Linked DNA regions of Anas platyrhynchos: region 1 is linked to region 2. Evidence: chromatin contacts called from public Hi-C data. All regions are on one chromosome and are shown on one strand. Each heading gives the region's core, a stretch centred on a gene start, on an enhancer-like site or on the middle of the called end of the contact. The rest is flanking DNA. Distances are from core to core; before and after follow the strand shown. Region 1 holds the start of IL18RAP (interleukin 18 receptor accessory protein). Region 2 overlaps LOC101793878 (interleukin-1 receptor type 2).

What was found. A called contact is a pair of places that touch in the nucleus more often than the background predicts.
Region 1: a contact with region 2 is called in a Hi-C map of subcutaneous adipose tissue, with 4 times the contacts expected there. The contact joins the promoter of IL18RAP here to the enhancer-like site in region 2. A contact is called at or near these places in 3 of 8 Hi-C or Micro-C datasets (liver, skeletal muscle and subcutaneous adipose tissue).

The regions. Positions count from the first base shown.
Region 1 is chr1:141,271,668-141,277,041 of IASCAAS_PekinDuck_T2T, reverse strand. It overlaps IL18RAP (interleukin 18 receptor accessory protein), which reads right to left and starts at 2,393. Exons shown (of 22, transcript XM_072031285.1): 1 at 1,503-2,393; 2 at 726-821.
Region 2 is chr1:141,128,411-141,134,219 of IASCAAS_PekinDuck_T2T, reverse strand. It overlaps LOC101793878 (interleukin-1 receptor type 2), which reads right to left. Exons shown (of 9, transcript XM_072031209.1): 5 at 4,920-5,094; 6 at 4,194-4,259; 7 at 3,125-3,260; 8 at 862-1,007. Among named protein-coding and RNA genes, the nearest start is that of IL18RAP, 140 kb to the left of the region's middle. Within about 2 kb of position 1,764, at least 2 of the 8 cell types and tissues checked have an H3K27ac peak or open chromatin away from gene starts, as enhancers often do.

The DNA of each region.
Region 1 (5,374 bases), core at 1,144-3,643, 140 kb before region 2:
TTTCAAAGACAGAAATAAAGTAAGAGTTGTCTATTAGTTGTCTAAAGTGACAATAGCTTTAAGCGTGTTTTTCAAATTTCGTACATGCTTAAAGCTACAGTTGAATTTTTAATAATTAAAAGTGTTTTCTAAAAATCATTGTGCCATTGTGAATCCAAAAAAAATCTTAAAACAAACCAAATATTTTAAATTCTACAAACTGCATTAATGATATCTCACAAAGTAGACAACTGAGTGTGTTTAATGATCATTAACTTTGTTAGGAAATTCCTCATTTTCCTAGAATTATCAGAGGAGTTCTGAATGAAAGGGTGCTGATACACTTAAGTGATTTTCAGTTTGGTAAAATCACTCATTTTGATCAACACTTTTGGAAACCTTAATTTCTACCCAAAGGGTTGTGGCTTCCTTAAAAAAAAAAAAAAAAAAAAAAAAAAAAATCAGATTCTTCTGAACCTCAGACTGTTTGAACAAACATTTTGGGGTCAAGTGAGGAAGCCACTAGTCTTACATCTTTAAGGATGGCTTCTTGTCAACTTAAGTCTTTTTCAAGTATGACTTTAAATATGCCACAAGTCAAATAACATTCATGCAGAAAAGCAAAAAAGATCTGGCAAACAGTTGTCTTAACCTTAGTAGGTCTAAGCACTTTTCTGACGGAATTTCTAGTTATTGGTTAAAATGAAAATTTGCCTACATTTCAAACAACATAAGTGTTTACTTACCATGCAGGTTTTGTCAAGTTGAAAGTGGATGCAGAGGTAATCTTCCAAACTGCGGACAGTCACAACTTGTACTCATGAATCTTCTGAACCTTCATTCTTCACAGAAACAGAGCGATCACTCTCAGTAAGTGAGTCAATGCAAAGACAGCTCAGTCTGAAAAACCTCTTGAAAAAGCAAGAGCAGAATTTGTCACTTTGAACTGGTGACTGCACGGAGGAAAATGGAAAAGGTAGAAGTGAGAAATTTATTTTTACAAGTACTGATTGGAAAAGTATAGCAAAAGATGAATATTAACTTTTCTAAATGAGGCATTTGAGGGTTGACATATAAATGGTTTGGGAATCTTTTTATTAATTTATTTATATATATTTTTTCTCTTCCTAACACCTACCCCAAAGCTACCTAGGGGTGAAGGAAAGGGCCAGGGCAGCCTGGGGAGGGGGGAGACCTTGTAGTACCAGTGAGGGGCTGCATAACCTAATAAGCCATTTCCAGGGCTAAATTATACTGAGTTATTATAAGGAAGAAGCACTTCAAGGTCCCGTGGGGGGAAGGGGGAGGAAAACCGAGGGGGCCTTAGGGGTGACAAGCAGTACTGGGGACGACGGCGGGACGATGCTGGAGCCCACCAGCGCGTACATCCCCGCGTAGTGATGCAGCCAGAGGCTCCCCCGAGGTGCGTGGGGTGGGGGGAGCAGGGGCTGCCCCTCCCAGTCCTCGCCCCCCAAACACCACCACCCTTCCCCTGCCCTCCCGTCGCCGCCCCCGGACATTACCTGGCTCTGCTGGAGCCGCTCAGCACCGCTCAGCACCGCGCCGGAGGGGTTGGAAGGGGCAGGCAGCAGTGGGGTGTTCTTCCCTCTCACGACCTTCGTGGGAGGATAGGGCACAAGAAAGTGATGGCTTTGGTATTTGTAATCGAAACACCGCTTCCTCTGCTCTTCTGCTGAACGCTAGCGGCGGGATGCCTTTCCAAGAAGCGTGATGGAAGTAGCATGGAGCTTTAGGGACGTAAGCTAAACACATATTAAGCTAAAAAAGGCAGCTTTTATCTTTTTGTTTCTGCTACGAATTCCATCCCCTCTCGCTGGCCGTATTGAGGATGGATGCTGAAAAGCTGATACCCTACAAAGATTATTAAAAAAAAAAAAGGGGGGGGGGGGAAGCAAAAAAAAAAAAAAAAAAAAGAAAGCAAACCTCACAAATTATGACCTGCAGCAAAAGAGAAAATGCAAAACACACAATCCTATAAAAGATTTACTGACACGTAGATCTGATTCTCCTGATTTCACTGCTGTCTTTTCTGTGCCAGCATCCGCTTTTGGGGTAGAGTGATGCAAGGTTTCAAGACACAGAACATTTTATAATTCCATTATTGTGAAAGGGGTGTGGGTAGTTACCTCTAAAGAAACCCTTGTGCCACCAGCTGGCCAGTTTTAAACCATATGTTGGTCTGCTGGAACTATGTTTCTATGAAGGATTTCTGACAGCAGCGTTTCCTGTTTAAGTGCTCTTCCAGTGTAAAAGAATGTTTGACACTGCTTACTTCACACAGATTTATTTGATATTTACTGCACAATGACTCATTACACTTGTAAATGAAGTTATTTTGATAGCAGCAGAAAAGTTTTCATCCCTCAGAATTTCTTTTATTTCCAAGGGTGTTGGAACTGGATGGTTTTTAAGGCCCCTTCCAACTGAAGCCGTTCTGTAGTAATGGTTCGGCTTCAGAAACTTGTCTGGTGACAGCCACATTTTTTTTTCCCCCTTTTTTTTTTCCTTTTTTTTTTCTTTCTATTTTTTTTCCTTTTTCACCCAGGACAGAATTTCCCAGTAACAGCAGAAGATGTCACTTTAGAGGTGAAACGAGCGAACTACAATAAAAAAGTAGGGATTCCACAGAGCCGGCAGTTTTCACATTTTGCTGCTGAGATGAAGCAAATAAACCCCGGAGAGTTTCACTACCTCACCTCATTTGTTTCCCTCACCACAGATTTAAACAATATGCATATAAACACAATCAGATTGTTTGCTAATGTAAATCAGTGCAACTTCAGGAAAGTTCGCTGAGAATCTGAACCAGTGTAACTACTTTTAAAATGTGTACAAGGTGCTTCACAGAGTTTATTGTTCTTATGTGGTTGATTCTAAAACTTAGATATATAGTGCATATATTTTAAAGATGACAGTGATTTTACATGAGTCCGAAAACAACTTAGCAGACACCAAATAAACTGTACAGTCAAATATCATCAGTTACTTACTTTGATGAGCTAAGCCTTGATAGTGACAGTTTGGAAACAGCTATTCTGTTTTATTCACTCTTTCACAGCAATATTTTCCATGAGTTGTTCTCATATTCATTTGCTTTTATGTCCTTTTAAAATGCTCTTCAGTTTCTGAACTTTCGGCTGTATGGCAGAAAGCACCATGTTCAATTAGTCCTTTTAACTAATGTCATAGCTCGCTCTGAGATGTATGAATGTACACAGATGGAATCAAGTTTACAATTTTTAGCTCAGAATAATACAAGTTTTAATGGAGAAGTAATAGCCTTGTAATAGGGACGTAACTCAATAATGAAAACAACTGCTGCTCAGTGTGTCACCCTGCTCATGATGAAAGTGCCATGATGAAAATGGAAACACACTAATACTGAAAACAGATTTTATTTTATTTTTTCTCTGAACCTAGGACTACCTGACCAATCAGCTGTGGAAGACCAGTTACTTCTCACAATTTTTCATATCTTACTTTTCCATCCACCATACATAACTCAGAGGTGCTAAATGAAAACCTGAACTGAGAAACTGTTTCCATCATAAACAGCGACACATCCAGTTCTTGTCATCACAGTCTGAGTGTTCTTTGAGTCTATCTAGTCTTTCTAAATCTACCTCTGATATATCTGCATATCAGCCACATTAATTCTTAGCTGATGTTATGTTCAATAATTTTTCAGCATTATCTGTACCTGATGTCAAAAAAGCGGGTTCCCAACTGATACCATGTCTGTAGGACCCTCATAAGATTTTCAGAAGCACTGGAATATTCAGGTTGCACTTTTTGCAAACTTTCCTACATATCATACCATCACATAGTAAATCAGCTTGTAAGGGACCTCTGGAGGTCACCAGGTCTGGACAATGCTCTCGGACACCTCATTATTATTAATTTTTGGGGTGGTGGTGGTGGTCCTGTGTGGAGCCAGGAGTTGGACTTGATGAACCTTGGGATTACAACCTGGTCCAACTACATTGCTCAGGCATGGGCATCTAGAGCAGGTTGCCCAGGACAGAAATATCTCCAAGAAGGGAGACACCACAACCTCCCTGAGTAACTTGTGTCAGTGCTTGGTAACCACGCAATCATCTTACTTCATATTAGCAGGAACTAGTTTTCATACCATGGAAGTCAAACCAGGAGCTTCAGCAAGTTCATCAAGAGGTTCACAAAGTCAATGCTCATTCCTGACTCTTCAGTATTTCCTTGTTGCCAGCAATACACCATGCACTTGTCAAATATGAAGTATCCAGAAAGCAGTTATATGCCATAAAGACACTTTTGTTTCTTCACAGTATATTATAAGAAATTCAGCACTGGATTTTGTGCCAGATTCTGAGATGCTCTTCACAGGTATGGTTGTCAGGAAATTATAGCAGTATGCAGGTTCTGAAATTTTCACTGTGAATATTTCTAATGGCATTCTTAAATTGACTTATTTCTAGTTGGCCACACAATCTTTTGATACGTGTTCATCCACTAGATGGCACGCTGACTCTTCTCTACTACAAGAAAGCAAAATGATACCCTGATCCATTTTTTCAATGGCACCAAAAATAGGGGAGCACAGAAGAGAAGTTAAAAAGTATTAGATATCTACGTGGAAGTTCTAATTATGCCACAAAAATTATTTTTGTTCTGTGTAGTTTAAGTTTTAAGCATTTAAACTGAATCTTTTATAAGATTTTTATGGTGAAATGAAATTTTGACACAGGGCAGAATTCTCTTTTGCTATTCCATTAAAGCAAGTAGCCTGGTGTAATTTGTGTGTATCCAACACAATATTAAATAAAAAATACCAATTTTCCATTCATGTTTTCAAAAATTTAGATCTTTATTAAGCTACTTATGCTGTAAAAATATACCACCAGCCTTTTTATACTGCCTCTTTCATATTACAAATGTGAAAATAGTTATAAATAGATGTTAATTTGAGTGTGTATCTCCAATTTCTGTACTAATCACCAAAGAATATAAAGGTAATCAACAACTTCTGCATTTCTCTATCATTACTGCAGTCACATATTCACCCCTAGGCTTGGTAAAAGGTCTTTGCCACTCTCAGAATTTACCCCTTTTCTTTCTGTCAAGGCTATACTGTTCACTATTAATTACATTAAGCGTTCTCAAGCATTCTTGGTATTTTTTTTCTTTTTATTTTTTTGTCCTTTGTTGGTCATGAGGTTTGATGCAAAAAGATTGCCACCACAAGATCCATTTAGTGGGTTTGTTTTTCACCATCCTAACCACAGGTCTGAAGTCAACAACTGAAGAGAAGTCAATGAGATATCCCCATATTTCAGAATAATCAGAATAATTTCAGAATAATATTTGTAGTCCCCTTGCATTTCCTCATCATACTTTC
Region 2 (5,809 bases), core at 515-3,014:
CCAAGACAAGCATCTGTCCAGACCATTTTGGATTATGCTGGCCTACACCAGTTCATGGACTGCCTCCCCTTTAGCAATACCTGTATAGCTCACAGAAGACATGAGCAGCACATCATCTAGCTAAATGAGTACAAACCCCTCATCATAGGATGCTGGAGTGAGTCATGAGCTGTAACTCATAATGAAGACTGTAAATGTTCATGTTCCTTTCTAAGATGATATGAGCAAACTTTGGTGATTCATCAACGTCACGCAAAGAAACAATTAGCATTGCTTCATATTGTTTTTACAGCTGCTTCTTAGCCAGTGGTCTATCGCACTGCAACATTAATTGCGCTAAGTGTAGGGCTTCTCTTCCCATTACTAGAAGCCAAAATAACAACACCCACCATAATTTACACCTCTTGTTATTTTGGCAACAGTCTGTGCATGAGGAGAAGGAACACTCTGATCTTTATTCTGCTATTGTCTTTTTTTTTCCTACTTTCTGAGGAGCTGGGGTTGATCTGGCCCCGTTACACCCAATGAGAGTTTGCCAGTAGTCTCACTGGAGCCATCATTTCACAAAGCATATCTAAATTTGAGCCCTAGCCAATGAACAGATATATACCAGCACAGATCTTTTCGCTTGTGGAAAATGTCAATAATCAGCCCACAAGATGTGTTCATTGTGAACAGACTATTCTAAAACACTGTGCATGCTAGGTCTACAATTTAAAGAGGCAATCAGTTTTTCCCAGGTAATAATCCAGTTCAATACTAACTTGGAAAGTGTAAATGACTTTGATGATAATTTAGTTTTAGAATAACTATAACAATTATAGAACGTTTGTCCCCCAAATAAGCAGTCAAGCTCATTACCTTCCTGCTTGACCCTTGTTGGCAGTACTTGGGATCCGTATCTGTTCTGTGCCAGACACTTAAAGTCTGTATAAAAATCCACTTCTTCGACAGATTCAAAAATCAGTGGCACTTCAATGAAGTTCTCACCATTTTCTGTGGTTTCTCTGAAAGAAAAAGAAAAGTCACATGTCAATTCCTTTTATCAGCTGGCTTTTCTCTCTCTGATATGTTCTTTCTAACAGCATATTGCAAGAAAATGCATTGGATATTTGCTCATCTCTGACTAGCCTCTTTGCATTACAGGACACCTGTGGCTTCCAGACCAGTTCTGCCAGCTCTTTGAGTCTCCATTCCTCTCAGTACCCTTGCTGCACTCCAGAATATTCTTTTTCTCTAAGATCTTTATTTGTCTTGCAAGAAATAAAGAAAAGGGAGGGAAGAAATGCAGAGAGAGTTGTGTATAACTGAGCTCCCCACAGAGGATCATGGAAGAATCTAGTTCCTTGTTTCTGACCATCTAGTAGTTTCTGAGATTAATTTTTACTATCAGCTGGAAGAGTATACATGGAGAACATAAATCTGCAAACACTCACTTAGCAAACTGAGCCACCATACCTGCTTATCATTCACCTCAAATCTAGATTTCAGTACAAGAAACTGCCTAGAAATTTTCCAGCTGACTTTAACCTGATTGTTTCATGAGTGCAACTATTTAAAAGTGGTTTTCTAGGTGCAAATACTGTCTCTTGATACCTTTTAGTCACTGTTGGAGAAGTTGTCCAGCTGCTTTGCAATGGCTTGTTCATGAGTCTGCTATGTATTGCAGCAATGGACTTCTCCGGGGTCAGTACCGCAGGAAGGTAGCAACACGGCAGTGAGTGCTTTGCCACAAATTTCTGTGGGAAATACGTTTTCCCTGTGGTATTTGACCTGATATGACTTGCTGCCCTTCTGAGGGCTTCCAGCAGAGCTGAGACATCTCACACACCATGGGTGTTGTGTGACCCTGAGATGGCATTGCCTCTTTCCATGTGCAAACATATAGTAATATTTAATAGTTACATTAGTAATATTAGTAGTAGTGGTGGTGGTAGTAATAGTAATGAAAGTCTAAGTAAGAAAGCGCATGTGCTGCTCTATTTTAAGTCCTGAAGAGACTCTAGATGTTCCACATTATGTCTTATGTCACTTGACAATGCATTTAAGTTCTCTCACTCATGTAAACAACATTATGAATGAGTGGTCCAAATCAAGCTGGGGGGAATACCAAAACACAGAAACACTCGGGAACCCAGCTGAGCTATCATGTTACCTCTGGGTCTAACTGTGCAATAAACTCAGCACGGCCAGGTTTTTATCTGGCACTGAAGCCGCATGGCTGCAAACAGCCCACATCCATAACTGTTAAACACTCTTGTCCCTCAGAACAGGGATGTCACATCCCCAGACCCTGTCGTCAATGGTCTCTGCCATATAACAAGTCTTAATCTCTAGCCAAGACCTGTTTGGGAAGGTCATAGCTGGTGAGGGACCCGTTTGGCCACTAACAACACAAGCCTTGAGGCATGCAACTATGAGGCAACTCAGAAAACATCTCAAGATGGGGAGAGACAATGGATCAGGGCAAGAGGATGTGGGATATCCTGCCTTCCCTCCCACCAGCATCCCCCCTGGTGCTTCCCTGGCGCCAGCTTTAGCACTCCCTGGGCATCTCAGTGAGTCAGTTTAAATTTTAAGTCATTGACGCGAAAAACAACAACCCTAAGGGGAAAACCAACAATAATTAAAATAACAATTTTAAAAAATAACATAAAAGGCAAAAACCATTGGGTAGCTTTCTGTTATCTAAGTGTATTCAGAGGTTCAGTGAAGTATCTGATGAATGCCAGAGATAGTGTGGGGGAATGGATGGTGGCATTTCCTTGGCACAGGGCAAGGAGAGTGATAAGAAAAGCACTGGGAAGGATCAAGGCCCATTGCTTTCCACTGCAGTCTGCTCTTACATTAGCTCAGCTGCCCACGAGACTGTGCTTCAAGTGTAAGGCTCTGAGCTGGGTCATTTACAGTATAACAGGAATGAAATCCAGAGATTACAAAAAAAAAAAAAAAATCATTCTGCTTGGTATGTTTTGGCTTTTTGCTTGATTGTGTGTTTTCTTAGCTCTGACTTTTACTTCTGGACTCTCCATATCCCATTTCATTACCTGGCATTCATCTAAGAGCCAGTGTAACACTGCAGGTTAAGATAACAACCACAAGAAAACACTTCAGTCTGACTTACTGTCGTTCTCCCTCTGTAACTCTGTTTTGCTTGTAAACCACATCAATGATGGTGTCATTTGCTAACCATTCCACGTCAGTATCGATATGCCTGCTCAGTCCAGCAAATACTTTACAAGGGAGAGTCATCTTGGAGCCTGTTGGTGAAAGATTAAAAAGCACTCAGATACATGTTGAGAACTACTTTATCTCGGTGAAAACCAACATCTCTGGTGGGAGATCAAGCTCCCACACATGTCAAGCACTGCTACATTCAAAACTGAAGTTAAGCCCCAGATTGTTTTTGATTTAGATGTATTCCTCAGGAGGCAAAAAGGGCACAGTGCGATTTACTGCTCTGGAGCAAGTGCACTAAGCAGCAGTGCAACCTCCCTCGGAGGTGCTACAGGCAAGGACATTCAGATCAAGATGGGACCGCTAGAGCCAAAGTGATGATACAAAAATTCAGAATTTTGCTATAATTATTGCTACTCTGAGCTAAGGATAAAAATCCTTCACACTAGTGCATAGCTATTTTATATGGAAAATGCGTGGCTCAATATTTATACAATGTTGTTATTATACTGATGGTGATCGGAGGGATATAATACGTTCTGTGGAGCAGATAGGCAAAAAAAAATGACTTAGTGGTACATTGACAGAAAAAAAAAAAAAAAAAGTGGCATTTAAATTTAAGAACACTGTGTGTAGAGCATCCACGTTAAAAGAGCTTAGTGTAAAATATACCTGCTCTTCTCTAAAATGAGGAAAGGCAACAGAAATGCACAGTCATAACACGATCTTCAAAGAAAAAAATGAGTTTCTGTCAAGGTACTTTCTAACCGATTACAACTGTCCAATTGAAACATTAAGAAGCAATTAAAAATATCTCCTCCCAAAAGAGTTGGTGGCTCATTCAAAACCACTGGAAGACCTAGAGCTGTTTGAGGGAATAGTGAGAAGCTGCCTCTCAACTGACATAACCAGTATCAAAGGAACTATAATAATAAATACCAACGAATTGGACTGTAAAGGAACCTCCTCTAATTTTCATCTCATTAGATGTTCCCCAAAATAACGCTGAGCCTTACCAAGAGCAGCTGATGTTGTCTTTTGAGTTGGATACACGATTATGGGGGTAATTCTCTTTTCTTGTTCTGGACAGAGAGAGAGAACGGAGAGTCAGTGCTAGCACAGGGGGAAATCTGGTCATTGCCCGGACCGGCGGAAAGCAGCACTCCATCACCCAGAGGGGTTGGATGTGGGTTAGTGGTGATATTGGTGGTAGGGGGACGGTTGGATCAGGTGAACTGGAGGTCTTTTCCAACCTTAGTGACTCTGTGATGTCCCTTTGGAGCCCGGAGGAGAAGATTTAGGCAGAAGCCTTGGCGAGCCCGGAGGATGCCGCCCGCTGTCGCTGTCGCACGGCCGCCCTCTGCTGCCCGCCGGGCGGTGAGAAGCAGCGGCCTTCCCCCAGCCCCAGCCAGGACGGAGGCTCCTTTATCCCCCAGGCTCCCCAGAGTCATGCACAGTGACCTCCCGCACCCTAGGACGTCGAGGGATGGGTTTTGCCTCCTGCAAGGCTGCTGCCGAAGGCAGGGCGAGCGCTGCGGCTAGGCGCACAGCTGTGCCAGATGTGCTATGAGAAATTGCTCTATCTCCTCCAAAAGCAGGCACCCCTGTTCTCTCCCCCTGGCAGCACCAGAGGGCTGGATGCGAGCCCCCCCTCCTGAGCTTCACTAGCAATGAGCTGTGGCAAAGAGCTTTCTTCAGCGCGGCGCTGTTTTTTTTTTTTTGGGGGGGGGGTCAGTATTTACCCACTGTCTGCAGCTGGATTGTTCTGGTGATCTCGTACGTTACGCCTTCGTACGGGAAAGACATCTTGCAGGTGTAGTAGCCAGAGTCTGTTGGCAATACAGAAGTGAAGATCAGGGAATTCGAGCCTTTCAGAAACACAAATTTTTCACCGTTGTCTTCCAAAAGCAGGGCATCCTGGAGAAAAGGCAATAACAGGTATTATGTCCCCAGTAGGTGTGGTTGCACCCAGCTCCACTTTCCCACTACAAATCCAGTTGTTCAAATGTACATCCCTCTTCAAAACGGTCTGGGGCATTCTATGAAGTGTGAAGAATTGCTATTGTAATGTAGCTATAATATGCGTGTAAAACCTTTCAGTAAAGCCACGTTTTAAGATGGAAAAATATACCAGGGTATTTCCTGAATCCTCTTACGAGTAATCAACTAAGAAATTCTTCTAAGGAAAATAAGTTCTGTGTAAACAGGAAGGTTTTCCTGCTATTACTTTCCATACATGTCCTTATAAGAATAATATTCTAAGGCACTCTTCTAAGACAGATAGATTCTAGTAATCACACAGGTTTTCACAACACATTGTGGGGAAGGACTTTCACATAGGTACATCAGTTATAGCCTGCTCCTGAAGGAAAACCTGAGCAGAGACAATTTGCTGGTGTGGTATTTATCACACCATAGGCATGGCTGTGTGAAACCAGCACAGGAATGACATCCTGTGTTAAGAAGGATAGCAGCAAGAGGCAGAGCATATGTTCATAGTGGGAGTGTAAATAAAAGCTAAACCAAGGTATGGGGAAAATATAACAAGACTCCCATGCTGTGCAGTGGAGAGCTGAGGATGGTCAGGTGAGGGATATTTAACATTAAAGGCAAAACCAGGATTTCCTACTTG